Regions from separate parts of the Gossypium hirsutum genome. Here region 2 is linked to region 1. Evidence: chromatin contacts called from public Hi-C data. All regions are on one chromosome and are shown on one strand. The core of a region is the stretch at or near the end of the contact, and the rest is flanking DNA. Distances in the headings are between cores, read along the strand shown.

The links. A called contact is a pair of places that touch in the nucleus more often than the background predicts.
Region 2: a contact with region 1 is called in a Hi-C map of leaf, with 2.0 times the contacts expected there. The contact joins the promoter of LOC107915432 here to the promoter of LOC107908494 in region 1. A contact is called at or near these places in 3 of 34 Hi-C or Micro-C datasets (all in leaf).

The regions. Positions count from the first base shown.
Region 1 is chrD08:6,377,843-6,383,214 of Gossypium_hirsutum_v2.1, forward strand. It overlaps LOC107908494 (actin-histidine N-methyltransferase), which reads left to right and starts at 1,977. Exons shown (of 11, transcript XM_041099668.1): 1 at 1,977-1,994; 2 at 2,299-2,382; 3 at 2,660-2,717; 4 at 3,398-3,451; 5 at 3,704-3,775; 6 at 3,928-4,008; 7 at 4,624-4,796; 8 at 4,907-5,012; 9 at 5,087-5,218. The coding sequence starts at 3,719.
Region 2 is chrD08:6,586,312-6,591,694 of Gossypium_hirsutum_v2.1, forward strand. LOC107915432 (RCC1 domain-containing protein RUG3, mitochondrial) reads left to right here and starts at 3,839. Exons shown (of 6, transcript XM_016844594.2): 1 at 3,839-4,360. The coding sequence starts at 3,840. LOC107915421 (ATPase WRNIP1) reads right to left here and starts at 3,650. Exons shown (of 1, transcript XM_016844585.2): 1 at 1,639-3,650. The coding sequence starts at 3,633. The coding sequence ends at 1,966. LOC107915439 (oxygen-dependent coproporphyrinogen-III oxidase, chloroplastic) reads left to right here. Exons shown (of 9, transcript XM_016844603.2): 6 at 646-733; 7 at 838-962; 8 at 1,059-1,157; 9 at 1,289-1,611. The coding sequence ends at 1,357.

The DNA of each region.
Region 1 (5,372 bases), core at 727-3,226:
TGTGGGAGCTTCTTTCAGTACTTTTGCTGACAAAGCATCCTGCTTAAAGCGTTTTTTGACACTATTTGCTCAGAAACGTCTTTTCGAAATTATTTTTTCAGGAGCTACTGTAGCAAAATCGCGTCCACGTGGGAGCTTTTTTAAATTAACACTAAACCCCAATCTGATTTTTTAAAATTTTTAATTAATTTACTCAAATAACCCTAAATTCTAATTTAATTAATTTTTTCTTTAAAAATCATAAACACGAAACCTAATACAATTTTAAAAAATTCATAATTAATTTAATTAATAAACTCTAAACCCTAATCTCTTATTTATTTAATTTTTTCTTTAAAACCCTAAACCTAAAAACCTAAAAACCCTAACCCAAAACCCTAACTAGCAAAAATCCAGAACCCTAAACAACAGGAGACACAGGCAAAACACGTCCTTGAGGGCGCGTTTTATGTCCACGTAAGCAAAGCGCTCCCTTAAAGAAGCGTTTTCCTGCCTCGTCACCTGACAACGTATTGATGTGGACGCATTTTCGGGGAATTGGACCATTCCTGAAATTAATTTTTTAATGGGCCCATTTTACTAATTTAAAAAAAAAAGAGGATTTTATTGATATTTTGCCCTGAATATTCATTATACATAAGAAGCAAAGTTATAATAGAAAAATAATAATATTTTAAGTAATAAAACAAAATATGTTTTTTAGATAAAATTGATACTGTAGTTTAGTTGGATGTAACCGTCAAAAACGACCAAATCCCAATCACCATTTTCACCACGTCGCGCTTAGAATTTTTTTTTCCTTTTTAATCAGATTACACGTAACCTCCTTCGAAGTTCCCAGCCATGGCCGAAGCTTCTAGAACCTTCCACGCTACCCTTTTCTCCCTTCCAACTTTCTCTCCACGACTCCACTTCAAGCTAAGCTATTCTCACAGTCACCCTTCACTTCATCTCAAGAGAGCACGCTCGGTTCAACGCTCAATTTCCGAAACCAAAACGATGTCGTCGGACACGACCCTGCCTTGGGGCTGCGACATTGATTCCTTGGAGAATGCTGAGGCTCTTTAAAAATGGTTGTTGGATTCCGGCTTGCCTCCTCAAAAGGTGGGGATAAACAAAGTGGAAATGGGAAAGAGAGGATTGGTTGCTTTGAAGAAAATCAACAGGGGCGAGAAGCTTCTCCTTGTGCCTCCCTCGCTCTCATCACTTCAGATTCAGTAAGTTATTAGAACTGATTTTGTTCATGACCAAGTTTAGGAGTATTTTATATATTGGTTTATTGGTTTTTAGTTAAAATTTTCAATCAGATTTAAACACTGGAGCAGTTTTAATTGGTTTTAACGTTATAATTGTTCTTTAATCTTAGGATTGGAGTTCACCTGAGGTTGGTCACGTATTAAAACAGCATAATGTTGCAGATTTGCCATTGTTAGCAACTGTTAAGAAATGACTTAAAATTGGTAGTGGATTGTTGTTGTTGGTAGTGGGTTGTTGGTGGTAGTGGATTAGTGGATGGTTGTTGGTGTCCATTTTCAACCACAAATCTTTGCCAAAGTTTTGGACAATTATGTCCTTGAACTCTCTTATAAATAGAGAGGTTCATTAGCCATATTGATCATCCCAAACCAAGAGAGAGCAAAGCTTGTTCTTTGAAAGCTAGGATTTTAGCTTTCGGGTTTTCTATAGGGGTTGAGAGTTGTGAGGTTCTCGGGTTGTGTCTTGAGTGTAAAACACTTGTAATCTTCATCTTGTTATAGTGAAATTTCTTTTCGCCTCTGCCCGTGGACGTAGGCATTAAAGCCGAACCACGTAAATCCTTGTGTTCACTTTATTTTTCGTTCCGGTCAATTTACTTGTAGTCATATCGGAGTTCTCGAATCGATCCTTTCCGCAACAGCAACCTATCTTATTAGTGAAGCAAATCTCCAGAAATCTTCCAGATGGAGCAATTATATATCTTCCTTACCTCGACAACCCTATTCTCTTTTATACTGGTGAGTTTCATCTCTTTATTTTTCTTTAAATATTCGTGTCCAATACATACTTGAGCATGAATAGTGAATACGAGGACATAATCTTTCAGAGACCTTTCAACACATGAAAATCTAGGAAATTTTTGAATAATACATGTCAGCCAAAGACCCATATCTGACACTTGAACTCGAGCCCAAGTAGAACAAAGATTCTTTTCTGGCCTTGCCTACTTGGTGGCATGGTTGAACTCTCAAGAGTTTTACCTTGCTATGCATAGAGGGGTTACTCAGATTTTCCCTGTACAGTCTCTCTGTATTGTTTCAGGACACGATCAGAACTAGACAGGTATCTCAAAGCATCGCAGATAAGGCTTCGGGCTATTGAAAGAATTGCTGATATTACTGGAACGTATGGCTCTCAACCATTACTTGGTTCATATTAGGTTATTGGTTTATATTCCTAGAACTATATTGCTCCTTGTCTTCATTTTGTTTAAAGTATTCATGTCTGAAATCTCTATCCAATATATATTTGGATATGAGTATGGGTATGATTCTTATACGAAATTTAACATATCGTGTTGGACACAAACATGAATCTGACTCTCATCCCTGAGTTAGAGTAACATAGTGAGTATAAAAATTTCTAATTTGCTTCCAATAAATTGTTCTCATGTTTCATGTAGATTCGACGATTTAAGACGTAGGATATTTTCCAAGCATCCTCATTTATTCCCTAAAGAGGTACTCACTCCATATTTATGTTACTCAGACTCAGACGTGAGTGTCAGAGACGAGGAAGTTTAAATTTTTTTTATGTTTTTCTATGGAGCATCCTTTGAGATCCATATCCTCATACGTTACCTAAATGCGTGTTGGAAACAAAAAAGTCAAAGCAACATAGCTCTACAATGCAAAACTAGTTTTCTGCTATGTTAGTGTAATTTGAAGCGTTATTCTAATGATCTGCTTCTGATGATACCACTTTATGAAGCTTCTGCGATAGGGCAAATGAAAACATCTTTACCCATATATACATGTGTGTGTGTAAGTTCAATCAGTAAGGAAATAGCATCTTGTTTTATCCAAGTATTTGTTCTCTTTAAGAAAAAAACTAGTAAAGGAAGTATATGTTTTTAGTAATTCAACTTTACTTGCATTTAGGTTGTTTTATCAACCCCTTTTTGCAAATATCCTGCTGTCTTTAAATTTAGATTTTAGATCAAAGTTGTTGGATATAGGTATATGTCTAGCACGGATATCTTCAATTTTTTTTCAAGATATACATGTATTTGGAGAGTGCTTAGAGGATCATATCCTCATACCTATTTCAAATATGCGTTGGAAATGAGTACTTAAAGAAAAATGAGGAGTCAGAACAACATATCGCTTTCTATTTATTTTGCAGTATAAATTATTTGCAGGTATTCAATTTGGTGACTTTCAGATGGTCTTTTGGCATTCTCTTATCACGATTGGTAAGCAGGTGTACTTTGAAATGTTATAATGGATGTTAACCTCAACTGTGTTTGTCAATTCAAACTAAATCCAACCAAAGAGGGATGCCGTACTTTCAAGTTCACTTTGATACCAGTTATACATACATATACACATATATATCCATCATATAAAATTCTTACATGTAAAACTTATGGTTTAAGAAAATGTACAAAAGAAGAAAATTCAGAAGAATGGAAGCTTTAAAATCTTTATTTCTCTGTTAAACACAGATATACCTATCTTCAATGGATGGAAAGGTTGCCTTGGTTCCTTGGGCAGATATGCTCAATCATAGCTGTGAGGTATAGAGAGGTCTTTCTCTATTAAATATGCTTGTGAGATATATAACTGCCATAATTTGCAAAAATCAAGGACTAACTTCGGGTCAAAAGAACCTAGATAAAATTGGGTGTCTATGCCAATCTGAGTGCTCTATCTGTTTTTACTGATTCAGGTGGAAACATATTTGAATTATGACAAATCATCACAGGCAGTTGTCTTTACAACTGATCGGGCATATCAGTCAGGTGAGCAGGTAAATCAGATCCTCATAGTAAATATATATCATGTTATGTTCTTCGATCTCTGGGACATTCAGATGATTGGAGCAATAATAAAATCAGTGGGACACAGTACGTAAAACTTATATTGTTACTTGGTTTTGTCAATGATATGCCTTAAAAGATTACAGGCTTCCTGCAAGAGAGCGGGTTGGTATTCAGATATGGAAGCTTCATGAGAAGGGGAAAAAAACTTACTATAAATGCACATAGGTATATGCATGATATTTTCCTGCTGCATATAGAAAACATGAATGCATGTAGCCTATAGTGTGCATCAATGTTATATTGAAAGGAAAAGGAAGATAATGGGATATAATTGTGAGCCCTATAAACCAAAATAAGTTAGTTTTGCAGGGCGAAGGTAATGGCAGTATGTGACGCGCATATGCACTCTGTGTATCCAAACTGATTTTGCTCGATATATACATTTTGGAACAAGGACTGATCCTTAAAAGTAACGTTTTATAATGATCATAGACTTTCAGGCTAGCCTGTTGTACACATGAACTTCTTCAATGTTTAGATTTCTGGACCAGAAAGTTTAAAATGTCTTATCGATGACTGGTTACTTGCATTATTTTATGCAGGTTTTCATATCATATGGCAAAAAATCTAATGCAGAGCTGCTATTATCTTATGGATTTGTTCCAAAAGAGGGCACAAATCTTAATGATTCAGTAGAGCTACCTCTATCCCTTAAAATATCTGACAAATGTTATAAGCAGAAATTGAAAGCTTTGAAGAAGCATGGATTGTCTGCGTAAGCTGGATACATATATATTTCCTCGAGTTTCGGGTTTGATTTGTTGATTTAAAATCAAATTTATTCCATTATTAATGATTCGTTTCATTCTTGTGAATCTTTTGTAGCAGTTCTCAGTGTTATCCTATACAAATCAGTGGTTGGCCATTGGAGTTAATGGCATATGCTTACCTAACAGTCAGCCCTCCAAGCATGAGCAAGCAGTTTGAGGAGGTTTGTAAACTCTCTACCTTCTAAATCCCAGGCTCAAAGTTTAAGCATTGAATTCTTAAAGATTACTTCTTCAGATGGCTGCTATGGCATCCAATGAATCTATTATCAGGAAGGATTTAAGATACCCTGAAATTGAAGAAAAAGCACTGCAATTTATTCTTGACAATTGTGAATCAAGCATATCAAAGTATTCTAAATTCTTGAAGGTGAGGACCATATTGTCTGATTCTTCATTTCCCTTAAATTACCTGTTTCCGACACATATTCAAATATGAGTATGGAATATTATCCTTTAGGCTCCCAGATGCATGAAAAAAATTAGAAAAAAAAAATTAACATATCTGTATCGGACACATTTTC
Region 2 (5,383 bases), core at 2,589-5,088, 210 kb after region 1:
ATTAACAAACATAGAAAATATTGCCAGTCAATGCGTGACACTGTGATTATTGCTTTTTCATTTTTGCTCCATGATAATATTACTAATTATGTTTCATATTGGGGAAAGAGTCTTAAGAGTGTTGTGTCAGAAACAGTGTAATGGTTATCACTATTGTCAAGGCATGCACCAAGGTGGTAGGGTGCGGTGCAAACCAACTGAAGCACCTTCCATCAATTGGGTGAGATCACCCGAGATTAGGCACACTCCTTTTGCACTAAGCATGTTTTTATTTTTAAGGTGAATGGTGCACAACAAGCTTAGCTTGACTTATATGCCTCTTTGGATTCCTTAGTTTGTAATCTTTTATTACCTATATATTTAATATGTGCTATATTGGGAAGAATAAAAAATGGGGGTATTATACTTAATGCACAACGTTTTTTTTTCTTTTTGGTGAAATTGAGATGATTTGGGTAACTATGAAACAGTCATCTACATTAAAGATAACATCAGTAGCTTGTTTGGTGATCATAAATGTTCTAAAGGCTTTCTTTATATATAATTATTTCCTCTTGTTGACCATTCTCATAATTTCACCTTTTTCTCCATTTAATTTTGAATTTAATTATTAAACTTTATGTTTACTTTTAATGTTATATGCAGCATCGAGGTGAAAGACGAGGGCTTGGGGGAATATTTTTTGATGATCTAAATGACTATGATCAAGAGATGCTTCTTTCATTTGCCACTGGTAATTCCTCAAGACTCAGATTAATTTTGAGTGTTCCCCACCTAAAGGAAGCAACTCTAGTGGGTTTGTGTTTTTTAATGTACCAATTTACTATCAATTTGCAGAATGTGCGAATTCTGTGGTTCCTGCATACATACCTATCATAGAGAAAAGGAAGGATACACCATTCAATGAGAGCCAAAAAGCATGGCAACAGCTGCGAAGGGGCCGCTATGTAGAATTCAACTTGGTATTGAACTGATCAATAACTAAACTAGAGAGATTGGAAATCTTAAATTTCTCTTAAAATATGGGCTTTAAATTATATTTCATTTGTTAATGTAAGGTCTATGATCGAGGTACTACATTCGGACTGAAAACTGGAGGTCGAATTGAAAGTATTCTTGTTTCTCTCCCTTTATCTGCACGATGGGAATATGATCATGTAAGCTTCCTTCCCGTTTCAGTCCAAGTTCTAAAAAAAAATTGACATAGTTCTTTGTAAATATTCACTGTGATATATTCCAAGAAGCTGTAACTTATAATAGAGGGTCTTTTTCTTTGTATGACATACAGAAACCAGAAGAGGGAAGTGAAGAGTGGAAACTGTTAGATGCCTGCATCAATCCTAAGGAATGGATCTGATACTTCTGGTTGAGTTTCTTTCAATCCTTTCGAAAATTCCCATCGGTTCCTTTATTTTTAAGATGCTCTTCTTTTAGGGAGTGTCTTCTTGCAGTAGTAGTTGTAAGTTTTGGCTTCATGGATTTGTTGTATTAATGCAAATCACGTGAATGTAATTGGATGCCCTATAATACGCATTGCTTAGAGTTAAGAGGTCTAACAGTTGCTAATGGATTGTGTATCTGTTAACATATTTGTGTTATATTTTGGCCTGACATCTTTGTGTTATTAACGTGAGGATCTTTTCATAAGGCTCCATCACTTTCATTAATAATTATCAATCTATCACTGTCCAACATTATATGCAGTATCATAGATCCATCAATATTAACGATGGACACATGGCAGTTAATAGCTTCATCTACAAAAGGTTGGTTGACTACTTCGTTGTAAAAGTCAACTATGTCTTGTAATAGTCAAAAGAAAAGATGATCCAAGATAATATACCATATTTCTGAACTTTCTTTCACCTATAGAAAGGCATATCCACAAAAGACTTTGATGAACAGTGAAGATTACCGAATTCAGAAAGAATTTCCCTGAACTCCCGAAGCATGATGGCATGACTCTTATTGTTGTGTTGAATTTTGATCTGGCCAATCGAGGAACTTGTACCCAAGAAGAGAAGGTGGTAGATATGACTGAGTTGACGATGATGGGTTATCAGGGGGATATATATAATCCTTTCCATATCCAAGTTCCTTCATAAGCTTGGTTGGTGCATTCCTTAAATGAAGCGGCACTCCCTCGTTTTGTCCTACAGATTCCCGAACAACCTTCTGTGCAGCTCCGATGGCTCGATACACTGAGATAGACTTAGGAGCCAAAGCCAAGTAAGCAGCACATTGTGCAAGAATCACATTGCACTCGGGCATGCCCAAGAAATGACAAGCTTGATAGCAGGCAACAGCTTGGTTTAGGGCTAATGGATCAGCCAACCCAACATCCTCACTGGCAAACCTTATTAGTCTTCGTGCAATATATAGAGGCTCTTCACCTCCTTCCAGCATTCTTGCCAACCAATAGATTGCTGCATCCGCGTCGCTTCCTCGCATCGACTTGTGGAGGGCACTGATCAAATTGTAATGCTCTTCCCCTGCTTTGTCATATGCAAGATGCTTGCATTGGAGAGCTTCTTTGACATCATCCACTGTAACAACTGCTTCATCATTTTGTTCTAGTTGATTATCAGCCACTCGAGCAGCCGCCGTGGTGGCAGCGATTTCCAAAGCATTCAATGCCACACGAGCATCACCATCACAATTCATGGACAAAAAATAAATAGCATCATCCTTAACATCGACCCTCATGCCCACGCTCTGAGACAATCCCTTCTCATTATCATTAGCTGATCTCTTCAAAAGAGTTTCAATATGATGGGGTTTTATAGGATTCAATGTAAGAACCCTACACCTAGACAACAATGGTGTAATCAAATGAAACGAAGGGTTCTCAGTGGTTGCCCCCATAAACACAATGCTTCCATCTTCAATCACAGGCAAGAAAGAATCCTGTTGTGATTTATTAAACCTATGAACTTCATCAACAAAAAGCAGAGTCCTCTTATTATTCTTAACCCTCATTTTCCTAGCTTCCTCAACAGCATCTCTAACATCCTTAACCCCACAAGTAACAGCAGATAAAGATACGAATCGATACATAGACCGGTCTTGAGCCGAGTTAATAATGGATTTAGCAATGGAAGTCTTACCAGTACCAGGAGGACCCCAAAAAATAATGGAAGGGATTCTATTGCGATCAATAGCAGAATGGAGAAGAGAATTGTTACCTAGAATGTGTTCTTGACCAACAACTTCGAAAACAGTACGAGGACGCATCCGTTCCGACAAAGGCTCATGGGTTCGATCGGTTTTGCCTAGTTGAATGGTGGGTTTGGGATGTTGCAACTTTTGACGTTTGTTATGGTGCGGAGATGGGGTGGTGGAATCATCATCTGGGTCGTGTTCGGGTACAGTATGGATGCTTGGGGCGGTGGCAGTGGGTTCAGGGGATGAAGGGGAAGTGGAAAGCTTGGTGTGAAGATGGAAGAAGCGGTCGAGTTTTGGTTGAAAGGGAGGAGGAGAGGGGTTTGGGTTCTGGTTCGGGTTTGGATTGGAGGATTTGTGGGAAAGGATCCATTCGGTGGCTTTGAGGGTGGATTTGCCGCCGGTGGCCGCTAGAGCCTGTGCTGCTAATTCACTTGAGAATCCCATGCTTAAGAGCTGCTCCATCTCCATCGGAATCCGGCACAGCACTGGAACTGTAAAATAAAAGGAACCCTTTTGACTGAGTGAAATAAATCTATTTATCTTCCATTTGTAGAATACAATAGGCACTAGCTAGGCCCCAAGTCAGCCTCCTCCCATTTCCCTATTGGCCCGAGTCTCTTTATATTTATTTGTATTTAATTGGGAGTGCAGACTGAGACTGGGCCTAAAGAGTGATGGCACACCGCCTTTCAAGTCCTCTCTACCGCCGCCTCTCTTCTTCATTTAGCACCGCCACCAAAGGCAAAGTTCCTCTTCTTTACAAAAGCCCAGAGATCAACGAAGACAACGGAAATGAAGCCGTGACACTCCAAGTCCTTTCATGGGGCAGGGGAGCATCAGGCCAACTAGGTGGTGGCATTGAAGAAATCAGAATATACCCATCTCCAGTAGCCAATCTCCTCTTTCCCCATGCTTCCTTTTCCCTCTCCCCAACCCCAGGCAAAACCCAAAACCAAGATCAAAAGGATCAAACTTTGCATTCGGTTGGGATATCATGCGGGTTGTTCCATTCGGGTTTGGTTATCGGCGGCAAGTTGTGGATGTGGGGCAAAGGTGATGGAGGTCGTCTCGGTTTTGGTCATGAAAATCCTGCTTTTGTGCCTACTTTGAACCCTCACTGGGATTCTGTTTCCTTTGTCGCTCTTGGTGGTCTTCATTCTGTGGCTCTAACTTCTAAAGGCGAGGTCTTTACTTGGTCAGTTCTCTTCGTCTTCCTTGATGTTCATCCAATTCTAGCTATTATCCTTGATATAAAGAACTTTGCTCCGTGTTATTTTCTCCTTTGAGTGATTTTTGATAATTAGTCAGCTGAAACATACAGTTGACTAGATACCAGAAACTAAGTTTATAACATTATATGAGAATTCAAGTTGATATTCAAAAAGCTTATTCAGGATAACAGAAGAAAAATGATAGTGGAAGTGGAGCCTTTTCCTATGGTTATAGCCTTAGCGTTCTAGGTCAGTGGAAGGAGTTAAATCTATTGGAGAGGAAACATGGGATTGAGGAGATAGATAAATGAAAGATAGGTAGAGACTACGTGAGCTCTAGTTTTGATGATTGAATGTATAAATGTTACTTCAATGTATGTTAAATATAGAAGGTTTATATGGATCAATGAGGCCAAACATCTTTTTCAAGATCAAGCTCAAGATTTCTTATACTACTGCACCAGAGATGTGTGATTAACGAATACCCATTAGAATGTTTTATATCAGAATTCACATATTAGAGATATAAAATTGAAGCTTTTAAGTAAACCAAATGATTCTTTATAATCATTAATCCTACTGCATGAATTTTGGATTTTCATTTGTTTTTTTGTACACTTTTTCTTCTTTTTCCCTTTTAAATAAGTTATAGAGTGAGAGAGTTAGATAAGGAAAATAGATGTTATTTTGAGATTTGTATCCTGGAAATTATTTGGGTAAAAGCTGGCCATGATTAGGGACTTTGTGGTAGAGGCCGTCCTTACCTCTCAACTGGCAAGTGTGTTGGAGAGGTGGAGGAAGAAGACAGTTCAAGCTAATTCTTTGTAGATGTTCTTTTTTTATTATTATTTGATTAACTATCAACTGAATCCTCTTTATAGGATAGAAGTGGTGAAGCTTTTTTCTTAATTAGCTGTCTATTAAGTTACGAGTCTGTGGTACTCTTGCTTCAGTTGAATTGTTTTTGGCCAAAACCATTAGTACAAACTATTTCTCTTCTTAAAATG